Regions from separate parts of the Pan troglodytes genome. Here region 1 is linked to region 2. The links are chromatin contacts, called in public HiChIP or PLAC-seq maps. All regions are on one chromosome and are shown on one strand. Each heading gives the region's core, a stretch centred on a gene start, on an enhancer-like site or on the middle of the called end of the contact. The rest is flanking DNA. Distances are from core to core; before and after follow the strand shown.

Region 1 (7,361 bases), core at 3,471-5,970, 290 kb after region 2:
CTACATAACTTTCAAGTGTTCAAGAATTACTGTATTTTAAAATGCTATAATAAAACAGTTTTGCATCCCCAAAGTTTCTTACCTCTACATTCTATCCAAAAGCAGGTAGTATTAACAAGGCTAACATTAAAACAGGAAACGCAGCTGTTTCGACCTTCACAGGTTTCTGGGGAGTTGGGGGGAGAGATGCATGAAATCAATGATTTTATTAGTATCTTATTTGAATCTGTATTACTTATCTTTTTGAACAATAAGCATTACATACAGCATCAAAATTACTAATTCAGATAAATGATAAAACTTTATACTGGTTTACTAAGAAATTCCTATCATTACAAAGCTGTAAGTAAACGCATTAGAAAAACAAGCTAGTGGTCACTCTCAGTACAGTGCCTGATGGTATCTGTCTAACCAATCCTTTTTCACAGGACAACTATTGGAAGACACCCACAGCCATTAAGGATTTAGGCATTTCAAAGCATCCTTAATACATAAAAATATCGAGAAAAAGGCTTTGATATAATACCAACACTACACATAGGAAAACCACTACCCCCAAACATCAGATAAAACCCTGAGATTTTTAGTAGTAACAGTAGTAGTTTAACAGGTTGAACCCAAGCACTGATGATGCCCATTCTGCTGCAAACAAAGATAATTTCCCAGGGATTCTCGATTCATAAATGATCCACTCTCGACAGGATCCTCCACAACTGGAGACAACATCTAAAAGCCCATATTCAAGTGCATACAATTCAAGTTAACAAGGTATTTGTCAATAGTTCATCCTAGGCCAAACAATCCAGAAACAAGTACTCATCACCATAATTCAATTTCTGGAGAAGAACGGACTATAAAATTGGGCTCTATTTTCCAGTGAGAAAAAGCAGCAAAATAAAAGAAAAAAAAAGAATTGGGCTCCATTCATTTTCCTAGAAACTAGATGCCTCCAAACATTCTCGTTTGCTTTGCTCCTGCCTAAAAAATAGTTCTGCAGAGGCACTGCTTTCAATACTTCATCATTAGTACTTATTAAAGACTGGGACATGTACGGTGGGGTGGGGAAGGGTTCATAAAGTAAAAATAAATTTTCTTAAGTTTGTATAGATAAAACATGCTGTTTAAAAACCTTTGTGCTTGATGGGTGTAACAGAGTGAAATGTCTGAAATGTTCTTTACAATGAACTAAACTTGCTACCTTTCAGACCACACCACATCCACTTACGATTTCCAGAAAATACATACCTCCTTTGCAAGCACTTCAATTACACAAAGACAAATTAATTTGATACTTCCAACCTTCTCTTACACACACACTACAATTCTGAAAGGAAACTGCCAAATTAAGACTGAGACAAACATATTCTGCTCTATCATCTTAAAATAGTGCGGTTAGAATTCCCAGTATTATACTGCAATTTACTTCCCTCGTTTTGAAATGTTACCGTTACATCTTCCTTAAACTAAAAACAAAACATTAAGTTTACTATATACTTTATTAAACTTTTATAAAATACTAAAACTAGAGAAAAATTTGTAGAATATGAATGCCGTGATAAAAATCATTACACTTCGGCATTCTTCGGTCAAGAAGCCAATGTTAACTACGTAAACATTACTCCTTAACTAATGTTAACTAGAAAAACCAATCATACGAGACTGCAGGTTTTAAACCTCTAGTGTTTCTCCCGCTTATTACCTCAAACTTATCTTCCTTCTCTCTTTTGTGTTGTCACGGTGTATGGCAATTTCTGCTTTAAAACGTATGTATGCCTTAACCAGCCCTATTCGACTGCACATAACAAAAGACATGCTCCTGATCGGGTTTTAGAAAACCCACAGACCTGGGCACAAAGCCCCGTTCCACGACCTACTAAACATACGCTATCTGAGCACAGGACATAGTTAAGAAAATTTTAAAAACAATTGAAAAAAGAATAAACATACAATGTCAGGAGAGTTTACTCATCTCCGTCTCTGCATCTACCTCCTAGGTTTCACTACCTACCTTCCAGTTTAGCCTTAGGATACGTACGCAAAACACCCGGTACATACATGGGTACTTTTCTTCCTTTTCGCATACTTTGAAGTGTGAAGTTTTCACTAACTACGTGCTCAAACGTCAGCTACATTCTATTCCTATCTGCAAAACCAATGTAATTAAATCTCAAGCGACTTTCTCAGACTCAAGTCTGAGACACGAACGAGCATTAACGTCTTTAAGTTTCTCTTTCCCGGACTTCCGGAGAAGGCTACCTCCGGAGAGAGGCGCCGGGAGGGTGAACAACCAGTGGCAGGGAGAGGCAGCTCGGCCCCACCGCCAACCTCAGAGGCGCGACGCCCGGCCCCATCCTCAACCCCACCGCTGCCCCCGCGGAAGGAAGCCACGTCCCCATTTCCGACCCCAAGTGAGGCTAGGAATTACGATGCACTTTTAAAAGGCACCTCGACTTGCAACACTTCGAGGGGGGCCCCAGCCCCGCAGCCACTGGGAACCGCGCGTCCGCTTCCCCCCAGCGCGCTCCCCACCCGGCCCGGCCGCGAGTGGACTCCAGGCTGGTCGCCATGTTGCCGGAGTCGCCGCCGCACCCCGAGCGCGGCCCGCCCGCACGGCGAGGAGGCAGTGCGGCTCGGCTGGGCAGGGGAGGGCGGGAAGCCCATAGGGCCCGCGCCCACCTGGTGCCGGAGTGGTGACCAGCGGGAGGGACGTCACCGGCGCCGAGGTTACGTTGGAGATGGGCGCTAAAGTCGTCACGTTCGGGTGCTGGGTCGTGTTCTTGTCCGCGGACAGCACGCAGAGCACGCCCAGGCAGGTGACGGCCCAAAGCAGTGAGCGGGAGAGCCGCGACATCGTGTCCTCAGCACTGGCGTTCGGGAGAAAGCTGCGGCTCGCAACGCTCAGTCAACCCCTCAATCCCCTGCGGCGCCGCCTCCGAGACTACGCTCCCCCGCGGGAGCGCGCAGGGGTCACGTGAGAGGCCCCTGTTTTCGGCGTGCGGGGGCGAAGAGGAGGGAGGTGGGGCTCGGACGATACCAACGGGAATCCTACGGGGGGAAGCAGGGGAGTCGGGAGGAAGCCGAAGGAACCTGGCCCTCAAAGCGACTGTGCCACAGCCAAGAAAACTGGGGGCTTCTGCAAATCGTTCTTCTTGCCCTCAGATTACCAGACACGACGCAGCTGGACTTGTCTCATGCCTGCGATAGGGACGGCCCCCACCCTAACTTGCATGGAACAGTCGACATGATGTGGCCTACTGCTTCCACCTGAGCGCCCCGCCAGGCCGTAATTCCGCGGGCCCACGTGACCTCCGGGGCCGCGCCTTCCGGACGCAACTCCGCTGGGGCGGAAGTTGGTTTTGTGCGGCTCTCAAGAACTAAGTTTGTGCTGTGCTGCGGGATCCCCAGGGAGCTTCCTTATGTCTTCGGCAGGACCCCTTCTTTTTTTCTTGAAGATTGATTTTGCTAGAAGTTATCCTGTGATGGGACTCCCTAGGGGAATGGAGGCACCACGTGGTTAAGGAGTTTGTGCGTTGCCGCCCACATAGTGTGGGCAGCTGAGGCGCCGCCCGGATCAGAGCCGCAGGGCGTCTACTCTGTCACTTTCCCAACCTGACTTTTCCGGATTGCTATTTCAGACGGCGGTTGCAGCAGCAGACCTGTCTCAACTCCACCACTGTAGTCAGAGAATCAAAAGCGGTCTGAGTTGCCAGGCCATTGGGGCGGCCCCCACCGCCACATTACCAGTGAGGAAACTGAGACTTAGAAAAGTGACCTGACCTGGACACGGGATTGCCTGACATCAGAGCTGGATTCTTAAGTTCCTGTTAGTGTTAAGGCGCTGCTCAGACTTTTAGTAAAGGTGAGCGCCATCTACTGCCAAGTCTCACAAAATATTCGCAAAATTTGATACGGTTATCACATGGTAAAAATTAGACTTTAAAAGTTGTATTTAATGCTGTGTTTTCAGCTGTTGTACACTTATGTAATTTTAATTATGCAAAGTTATCCTAATAATATAGGAATATTAATTGTTTTCGTGAGGTCTGTTTTGATGTGCCACGATGACTTTTTTGATGTGCCAAAAAAGATGACTACATAGTGCTTTTACCTTTTTGCTCAAATAGAAAGATTTTATTTCCCCTTGGGATCTTTTCAGTGTCGTCCTTCTGTACCCTCAGGACTATGAACATTTGTTCCAATGACTACGCTAGTTGGAGTAGTGTTGCTTGGATGTAAACAAAAAGCTGATAGTTTTGACTGATCCAGCCCAGAAGCATGAGAATGCTGTCAGGGAAGTGAGCTCCCACCATAAGCCCTTCAAAGAAGTGTCTGCTCTTCTCTCAGGAGGCCTCTCTCTATATTTAACACTTGACTATCTGGCACCCAGACCAAAAGAAAGCGCAAGGCAACTTTAATTTTTTTTTAAGGTTAAGAATGTAAATAGGGGCCGGACGCGGTGGCTCACGCCTGTAATGCCAGCACTTTGGGAGGCCAAGGCGGGTGGATCACCTGAGGTCCGGAGTTTGAGACCAGCTTGGCCAACATGGTGTAAACCGCGTCTCTCCTAAAAATACAAAAATTAGCCGGGCATGGTGGCACGTGCCTGTAATCCCAGCTACTAGCAGGGCTGAGGCAGGAGGATCGCTTGTATCCGGGAGGCGGAGGTTGCAGTGAGCCGAGATCACACCACTGCACTCCAGCTTGGGGAACAGAGCGAGACTCGTCTCAAAAAAAAAAAAAAAATGTAAATAGAAGCTCTGTTCTCAGAGCTTGGTGTGTTATCTTCTTTCCACCCTAGGATAAACACACTCCTCTGTGCAGACCATTGTTTAACAATTTGTCACCTGGATGTTTAACTCTAGTCCTCAGATATTCCTCAGTCCTGATAAAGGGACATTTCACGCTCTTGTTTTAAGACTAGAAAACCATTGGTTTATTTTATTTTGCATGGCAACTGTAGAGGTAGATCAAGGGAGTTCCAAAGTCATTTTCACCATTTCAGAGAGACAGCTTTTTTTTTTTCAGTTCCTGACAGTAAGCTTCTGTTTATTGTTGTCATAAAGCAGGGTTTCTCAATCTTGGCGCTATCAAGATTTCAGGCTGACTCATTCTTGCTTGTCCTGTGCATTGTTGGATATTCGGCAGTATTCCTAGCCTCTACACACTAGATACCAGAAGCACCCCACCTTTCAGTTGTGACAACCAAAAATATCTCCCAATATTGTTAAATGTCTCCTGGGGATAAAATCACAATTGAAAGGCACCCTCAGAGAGTTCTTCTGTGTGCAAGGTCAGCCATCACTCAGGTTATTTCCTCTTAGACACATTGCTTGCAATTAGATTGTCGATTGGTTGTTAGAGCGACCTTCTTAACCATTTATTTTCTTGAAAGCAGCAAGACAGAGTGCTTCTGCGCTTGTGAATCTTCTAGCAGTATAAGCTCCCTCTAAGTTTTTTAAACAGCAGATTTTTAAACAATGCTTCAGCCTTGTGTCAGCACCTTTCCCCAAATAAACAGATCAACACTCCAAACAGGACCCTGCCTTCTAGCTATAACTAACATCCAGTGGCCCCTTAATAATCAGAGTTTTGCCTCCACTACTTGATAGCAAGAAGTACAAACCCCCTTGTACTAGCTTATGTTAAAGGGAATCCATTCACTGTAAGAATATGACAGTAAATCTTATAGGCATTCAGGGGTGGGAAATCAAGTGTGTGAGGGCCAAGGGAGACTTGAACTTAAAAGGAGGAATCCCTAGCACGTGGAGCTGGTTTGCTAGGACTTCGTTTCAGGCTTCAACCCTACAGGACATTGCCAGATCTATAGAGCCACAGCCAATCATCTCCATTGCCCAGTATTCCAGTTATATAGCTCTTGGAAGAGATAACTTGACTCAGTACCATGCCTTCCCAACCTGTCTGTTACCTACTCTCTGCTCTGACTCCATCCATGCAGTCTACACTAGAGCTCCCTGAACTTCCAGTTCTCCTAACTGGTCATGTTTTCTTTTGCATGTGGATCTTCATCCATGCTATTTCTTCTGCCTAGAATATTGTTATTCCCTTCTGGCATCTGACCAACTCCTACTTCTTTCAGGTCTCTCAGCTAAGCTGTCACTCCCATCTTAAGCTATCCTTAAAATATTCAACTACCCCTTTCTCCCCACTCCCAGACTATAAAAGGTGTTCCTGCTCTGTGCACCCTGGACTTGCCCATAACAAAGCATATACTGCATTATATAGCAGTTGTCTTTCTCACTAGATTAACTGAGAAATAGTGCTCACCAGTTTATTCCCTGCACTTAATTTTAAAAAAATGAATAAATGAACAAACTGGCTTATTTCAGTCAGTTGTCCACCCTTGCCAAAAATTAGCTGCATTAAAAAGCACAGGAGGAGCCCGGCGTAGTGGCAAGCACCTGTAATCACAGCTACTTGGGAGGTTGAGGCAGAAGAATCTATTGAACCCAGGAGGCAGAGGTTGCAGTGAGCCGAGATTGCATCACTGCCCTCCAGCCTGGGCAACAGAGTGAGACTCCGCCTCAAAATAAAATAAAATAAAATAAAATAAAATAAAATAAAATAAAATAAAATAAAAGCGTAGGAGGGCAGCTGCTACAAATAACTCCCTGAACTCTTCAGCTGTGGGTCAGGGTAGATTCATCTAGAGGAGTATGGGTGGGAAACAAGGGCTGGCATCTGTAAGACAGTTTTAACAGCATATATTAAAGCTCATTTAGTAGTATTTGAATCTGTTTTGACAAAGAGAAGGATTGGAATAAATCAAATATTAGCTAAAACTGTATATTCAGAGTCTTAATATTGTGATTAAGATTAAGGGTAAAATTCTGGAGATATTGTCATTAGGAGGCTCTCCACTTTGACTGTGGATGTTTCTTTGAAAAGTGTGCCAGGGCGCCAGAGGGGAGCATTACACTTTAGAGCAGTTGTTCTTAACCCTGGCTGCACATTGGAACTACCTAGTGACATCAGTGGTGGTGGTGTGTGTTGAAAAATATTGATACTAGTGCCTGGGTACTGATTTAATTGGTCTGGAGTAATGTCTGAGCATCAGCAGTTTTAAAAGCTTCCCAGGTGTTTCTAATCTGCAGCTTAGGTGGAAAACCAGTGCTTTACTCTTGCTTTCCAGAGTGTGGTTCTCAAACCATTATCATTTATATCACATAGAAATGCAGAACCTCAGGCCTCCCCCTCAGATCTCCTGAATCAGAACCTACATTTTAACAAGATTCCCAGAAGATATGTACATGTGTAAAGTATTAAAGTTGGAGAACAGTCGGATGCAGTGGCTCACGCCTGTAATTCCAGCACTTTGGGAGGCTGAGGCGGCAGATCACCTG
Region 2 (7,481 bases), core at 2,404-4,903:
CTATGTTGTTCAGGCTGGTCTCCAACTCCTGACCTCAGGAGATCTTTCCACCTCAGCCTTCCAAAGTGCTGGGATTACAGGTGTGAGCCACCCCGCCCAACTTAGTATAACTTCTATTGAAAAAATAATCTTCCTATAAGTGGACTCATGCAGTTCAAACCTATGCTGTTCAAGGGTCAATTGTAATTCTATATTATTACTCTACCTTTTCTCTGTTTAGATACACAAATACTTACCATTGCATTACAATTGCCAAAGCGTATTCAGTACAGTGACACGCTGTACGGGTTTGTAGCCTAGAAACAACAGGCTATATAACACATAGCCTAGGTGTGTAGTATCTAGGTTTGTGTGATTTCACCCTATGATGTTCAAACAAATATGATACCACCTAACGATGCATTTCTCAGAGTGTATCACCGTCATTAAGAGACACATGACAGTATCGGAGCCAGGTCTGCCAAACTCCAGAGTATGTCCTCTTAAGCTATTCACGCCACCCTCAAACTGTCTGCCCCAGCCATATTGCATTACTTTCAGCTCCTAGAACTCATCTGCTCTCCTTGTCATGAGGCCTTCATACATACCGTTCCCTATGTCCGGAATGTCCCCTCACAAATCTCACCTTTACATGGATAATATTTATTCATTTATCATGTCTCTGCTTAAATGTCATTGCCTCAGGAAAGCTTTCCCTTACTATCTAAAATTAAATTTTATATTTGTTTACTTCTTTATGGTCTGTTTCCCTTTGGTATGATGTCAAAATTGTTACCACTGGTCCTCAGTTCTCAGAATGACATTCAGCAGGAGTTCAATAAACATTTGTTGCATAACTGCAAGCATAAATGAATGATGCTGGGGTGGAAACTCCCTAAACTGAAAACTTCATCTATTCAGACTACTGATGAAAAACAGAAAGAAAGTATAAATTTGTTCATCCACTGGATATTTATTTAGTAGCTTCCAGGTCCCAGCCAGTACTCTTAAGAACTCATAGCCTTCCTATGGGAGACAGACACAAAAGCATGTGCTTATAACACAATATAAGTAAATTGCCTTTTATAATTGTACAATAGATGCAGAGATGGAAAAAAAAGAGTATAAGTCTATAGGGAACCTTCCCAGGAAATTCCTGAGTCCTTTTGCAGGATGAAAGAGTCTTGAAATATATATCGCATAGTCTATGTATTTCACTTATGAAAAGGAGAGGAGCATCTGCTATATATACCAGAGTACTTTACATCTGATTTAATTCCCACAAGAGCTCTGTGTTGTTATTCCCATTTTACAGATGTGGAAATCCAAGCTAAGAAAGGTCAAGGAATTTGCCCAAGGTTACAGGCAAGGACATTAGTAAAGGAGTGGAATTTGAGCCCAACTCTGACTCCAGTACCCACTTATTTATCATTATATTGAAATCCTTTGATACTATGCTCCCCAGAGCCTGCTTACTTTTATTTTCAATATAACTCTTAACACGATTGGTTATCTGGTTTCCCATTCCAATATGAATTAAGCAGCAAAATGAAAGATCAGGAAGAGACCAAAGTCAAGTATCCTGACGGCAAAGGAAAGAACAGAAAAACTATAAAAATTACACACAAAAATATAAAAACTAATGGATCATATAGTCAGTCCTCCACCCTTTGCTGCACAACAATAGTTGATATGCATAATGATGACCCCATTATGGACAAAAATGGTTGTTACAGTCACTACAGTCTAGAAGATAGAGAAATAACTTTTTGTGTTTCAAAGGGTAAACTTCAGTTACCTAGTATATTAACTCCTCTCGGGTAACTCTGAATTGTAACAATTGTTTCCAAAGTGTTAGTGAGAAGAAATATCCCAAGATCTTAAATACAGTCTTCATTTTGTGGATATTATTTTTCTGTTGCTTTAAACTAAATTCAAGCCAGTATATAAAAACTGTCACTTTTAACTTACATAGTTACCCAAGTACATTTTAAATTTTAAAAATCTCTCATACAGGACTTTGGACAACACAGGTGGATTGAGAAATGTAAAGATTGACAAGCATATATAAGGTGTTGCTGAATATTGTCAATATCTAAAAACTTTAAAAAAGTATTCTAAGACACCTTGTAATAAAACAGGATAAATTATGAACGAAATGGAGGAAAAACTATAATATTTTTAACCTGCTGCACTCATATCTTAAATAGCTACACATGTGAAAAAGAAACAATTCAGGCAAACACAGAGAAAGCTAGTTGAGCAATTTGCCATAAAAGTGTTTCTATCAAATACCCCACCTGGGTCCACCTTTTCAACATGAAGATGTTAGCTTCTTTTAAGATAGGTTTTTATTATTTTATATAATTCTCTTTTTGAAAAAAGAGAGGTTGCATTTAGAGAACACATCCTGGTTTGTTTTGTTTTTAAAAATAAGAGAAAATTGTTCCACCAATTATCTTGAACAGGCTGACTAGGAAACATTTAATATCCTTTATCATTTTAGAGGCTTTTAAATGTGAGCCTTTACACTCAGAACACTGTGACAATGTGAAAAAAAAAACACTGGCTACATTTTCCAACAACATGTAAAAAGAAATATAAGGAAAAACAAGTATTTACTTGGAATTAACTGTAGTTTCATATATTCTTCCAGGAGCAAAGCAGTTTCTGCCTAAAACTCTAGAAAAACACTACTTGTTTACTTACAGAACACTCTAAAGGTGTAAACTCATAATAAAAGTTTACATAACAACCTAATAGAAACAAACACAACGTGAATAACGGCAAGTAAAATTTAACTGTACTAGAGACATAGTTGTATTTAAAATGCTCTTCCTTACCTGGATGCTCTTCAGAATAAACTCACTTTTCTCTCTCACATCTTTGAAGGGACACCTCTTAGAAAGCATAAGCAGATGAGCAAGTAGCTTATTCAACCCATCCGAAGACTCGGTATTTGAAAGCCCGTCTGATGGACGATGAGGTGTTTCTTTCACCGAACGAAGATACTCGGTTTTCCTCAAAATGGTTTGCCTAATATTTTCCAGTGCTGTCTCCCTAGTAGTTGAATCTCTGCTGCAGAGTCCATCCCATCTCACTTCATTCTCTCCTTCAGCCATGACAATAGTTTTTCCTTTGCGGTCTTCAGTTACCTTTCAGCATGCCCCAAAAAATTGCTTTGTATTTTTAAAATGAAAAACGTAAAAATAAAATCAGAGAAATCAAATCGTCATGAAAACACACATCTGGGTGACATTTGGAACCACTGGTGCCTTCAGCCGATCTACAAGCTAGATCACCCTCTCACCCTCTCCTTGTACACGAAAGGGCAGTCTTCTTTCTGGAAAAACAAAGTTGGAAAGTTGCAACCTTGCAGCGCTGGCTTTGGTGGGCAGAGAATTTCGGGGAAGCGTTCTCCTCCGTCTCGCGGGGTCAGTGGATATCCTCACGTTGTGGAGCTGTCAAATCCGTGCTCTGCCCCAAAAGGCTGTTAACAGTCGAACGCCCTCCAGCCATTCGGGGCTTTTTTGTCTGTGCAGCCACCGGGTTCTCTCCGGCGTTCCCACCCCGCCCCTTCTCCGACACCAGTCCCCGCCCTCCGCAGCTCCTCCCAGCGCCTCAGCAGCCGGCCGGCGCCGGCAGGGAAGGCTCGCCGAACCCTGGCCCACTGGCCGCAGCGGCCGGAGGCTTGGGCGCTGTCGGAGGGCGGCAGTCTCGGGCAGCCGTAGTCTCGGCGGGCGGCGGTGAAAAAAAGCGTCCCCCAGCCCCGCCAATTCGGCACCCCCGGGAAGACGCTACTTCTCCGATCCCTGAGCCCTCGCCCACCACCGCCAAGCCAGAGGGCACAGGGCGGCCCTGGCAATCCTTGAGAGCCAGGCTGGGCCGCGGAGCTGGCGGGGCGCGGGGCCCGAGGCGCAAAGCCCGCCCTTCGCCCAGCCCCATCGGTGGGGATCAGCCCAGAGGGCGGGAGCAGGGAGTGGAGACGGGGTCCTCACCCCCAGCCCCTCCCCTTTCTCCGCCCGGCACAAACCGGGAGCCGCCCCGGCCCCAGCGCCTTCTTCCCCGCCCAGGCAGACGCGACCCGCCGAGGCAAAGCCTTAGGAAAAAGCCCCGCCCTCTGGCAGGCTACCTCCGGACCCCAAGTGCGCCGCGCGCGGCTGCCAGTCACTGCCGGCTGCTACGCATGCGTGACTGCGAACTGGGCCAAGCGCTCCCGGAGGCGCTAAGCTTGCGCCCTGAGGCGGTTTCCGTTCCCGGACGTTTGGACTCTGTCCTGGAGAAGGGGAAGGAAAAAGTAAGACGTAGAAGTACACTGAGACTTCGTCACACATAAAACAAGCACGACAAAGAAAGAGGGCGCGAAGGGACTCCTGGAAGAAATTGAGTCTACATTTAAGATCACCCTAAAAGTAGTGACGGCCTCTTTATTACTCCAAACCCCAGATTTAAGTCGGAAGGACGTCTTCGCGTTGACTTGTGGGGAATGTAGTTTCGATGCTGCCGGCGCGTTTTGTTTGCGACAGAAACTACAACCCCCAGGGGCCACCGCGACGTTGCCTGTGGGTGCCCGCGAACCAACGGTTAGCGGTGGCAGGGGCTGACTGAGAGCGTCTGCTTGGTAAGCACTGTAAGCTGGGTTGTCACCTTTCCTTGACAGGGTTTTTCCTTCCTCCATTTCCTCTGGGATTTTGGAGACAAAGCCATCTAGGGTGGCCTCCCTTAGTCCAAGGACTTTTTCCAGTGACTTGCGTGGGAAGGACTAGTCCAGCTGCCCAAGCGCGGGGTGTGGTGGGTGAGGCAAGGATTTGGGATCCTGATCCCAAGGGTCGCAGGGAACGGCCTAAGTAAGGCCAAGAAGGAAGGATGCTGTGGAAACTGGAGCTTCGCGCTGCTGCCTCTGATTCCGCCCTTTTCTGTGGACACACGCGGGTGGATTTGGGATCTCTGCGCATTTGCACCTTTGTTTGCCTTTGCTTAGGGATGTTCTGGGCTTTATTTGCTCAGTCAAATGAAATCCTAGGCAGGGCTTTGAAAGCAAGTTGTCAAATCCATCTCGTAAAAGAATCCCCAGTATTCCTAGATAGGAATTCTTGCAGGCTTTAAGGATACAGCAGGAAAAAGAAAGCAAAACCGTAAAAGTCTCCAAAACTTAGTCGACTTTTTCAAAAGATTCAGTCATTTGCTTAAAATTAGTTTGCTTTTAAAAAGTTATTATTTGAGAAAAGTCGAGGTTTGAACGGCCATCAGTGGACTGATAATCTGTGTAGATTTTAATTCTTTACATTGCAGAATTGCATTGCACTAAATTCTAAAAATTTCATCTTGCTAGGCACTGAGTATACAACAATGAAAAAGACAGTCTTACTAGTTAGAGGAACTAGTTGTTAGACATACGGTTACAATAATATATGATATCACTGGGATGTCTAGAAGGAGATGACTTAGCCCAATCTTGGAAAGTCAGGGAAATCTTCATCCCAGGGGAAATGAAGACCAAAAGAACAGCATATGCTAAGGCCCAGAGTGAGAGATAGGGTACTTTCAGGAAACGTCAGTAAGCCAAATCATGCATACTTGGTTGGCGGTGTGGGGTGGGACGGGAAGGGTGCTTTTTGTGTATTGATGCACTTAGAAGCTACAAAGAGACAGGTATTGTGAATTCTTTACATCGTTTCTGTAAGTGAGCTATTTTTGAATAGATGCATAGTTCTGATGAATTGGTCTAATTTCAAAAGCCTTGTTACATTCTGACACTTCTAGTTTGAATCTGAATTTTAAAAAGGGAATAACTTATGAGTATGATTGGAAAAGCAAAACAAAAACCATTCCGTTTTCATCTCCTTTTTGGGATCTTCATCCTCTATCCAGCCCATAAAGGGTCGGGTAGTTTCTTAAGGCTGGGTGCCTTTTTATGCCGTAGTTAAATATGATCTCATGTATACCCATGGCTTCACCAACACCTATGACTCTCAAATGAATAGCTCCATTCAGCTTCACCTCTCAGCTTTCACAATATCTCTTGGATATTTCTTCTTGGATATCTAAAAAGCATCTCAAACTCAACATGCCTAAAACCAAATGCATAGTTATCTCTTATGAATCTAATTCTTTTTCAGTGTTCCTTATTTCAGCAAAGGACACTACTATCCATCTACTTGTGAAAATTTGAAAGCTAAACATTATTCTTTATTTCTTCTTGCCCTTCATACTTCTATGGCCAAATTATTATGAAGTTCTGCCAACCTTATCTCCCAAAATATCCTTCAAATATATTTTTCTCTCCACCTGTCTTCAAACTGCGATAATCTCTCAAGACCACTACAGTAGCAATTATTCACAATGACCCTCCTCCATTAGTTCTCCATTATATCTGCCAGAATGATTTTTTGAAACTGCAGAGCTGATCAGATTTTCTCTTGGTTAAAACTATTCAGTGGTGTCCTACTACTGTTAAAGACAAAACTCCTTTATAAAGCCTGACATCATCTGGTACTCTTTCAGACTAACTTCACATGTTGCTCTCCAGATCAGCCATACAGTCCATTTTTCAGTCATTGGTTCTCATATTCCATTTCACCCACGCATTTACTCAACAAATCTCTGTTGAGTCCCTTTTATATAACAGGACATTGAAGATACAGCATTGACCACAATATATAAAAATTCCTACTGTCATAGAGCTTGCATTCTACTGAGGAGAGATAATAAATAAATATGTAAAACACTTAGTAAATGAAATGAAGACAAATGCAGTGGAGAATAAAACAACTGGGAAGGGGAATGGGGAGTGCCAGGATGTGAGGGGCAAGGTTCACTTTTAAATAAGGTTGTTAGAAAAGACATAATCCAGAAGGGGACAATTGAGATATGAAGTAGGGGAGGGAATAAACCATGTAGATGCCTGGGCAAATAGCATTCTAATGAAGAGAATTAGTGCAAAGGCCTTGGGCAGGAGCCTGAGTGCACATTTGAGAAATAGCAAGAAGGCTAGTGTGGCTGGAGCACAATGAGTACAAAGAGGAGAATAACATGAGGCCACAGAGAAAGGAAGTAATGGTAGGAGAACATGTAGGTGACTGAAAGGACTAACATTTTTAATTGGGTTGGGAAAGCATTGGAGAGTTTTGCGCAGATGAGGGCATGATCTGACTTTTAAAAAATGACTACTTTTCTCTCTCTCTCTTTCTCTCTCTCTCTCTCTCTCCCTCTGTCTCAACGGAGTTTTGCTCTTGTTGCCCAGGCTGGAGTGCAATAGCACTATCTTGGCTCACTGCAACCTCCACCTCCCAAGTTTAAGTGATTCTTTGTCCTCGGCCTCCCAAGTAGCTGGGATTACAGGCATGCACCACCATACCTGGCTAATTTTGTGTTTTTAGTAGAGACAGGTTTTCACCATGTTGGTCAGGCTGGTCTTGAATTCCTGACCTCAAGTGATCCACCCACCTCAGCCTCGCAAAGTGCTGGATTACAGGTGTGAGCCACCGTGCCCGGCCTCTTTC

The links. HiChIP or PLAC-seq counts read pairs in DNA pulled down with a chosen protein or histone mark.
Region 1: a contact with region 2 is called in an H3K4me3 HiChIP or PLAC-seq map of stem cell-derived excitatory neurons, with 4 times the contacts expected there. The contact joins the promoter of CD164 here to the promoter of SESN1 in region 2. A contact is called at or near these places in 2 of 7 Hi-C or Micro-C datasets (blood and stem cell-derived neural progenitor cells) and 1 of 1 datasets of contacts at active chromatin or transcription factors (stem cell-derived excitatory neurons).

What each region holds. Positions count from the first base shown.
Region 1 is chr5:121,296,615-121,303,975 of NHGRI_mPanTro3-v2.0_pri, forward strand. CD164 (CD164 molecule) reads right to left here and starts at 4,721. Exons shown (of 5, transcript XM_009451804.3): 1 at 2,677-4,721; 2 at 83-166. The coding sequence starts at 2,851.
Region 2 is chr5:121,006,405-121,013,885 of NHGRI_mPanTro3-v2.0_pri, forward strand. SESN1 (sestrin 1) reads right to left here and starts at 3,654. Exons shown (of 10, transcript XM_016956098.4): 1 at 2,823-3,654. The coding sequence starts at 3,101. It overlaps CEP57L1 (centrosomal protein 57 like 1), which reads left to right and starts at 3,589. Exons shown (of 11, transcript XM_009451799.5): 1 at 3,589-4,276. The coding sequence starts at 4,166.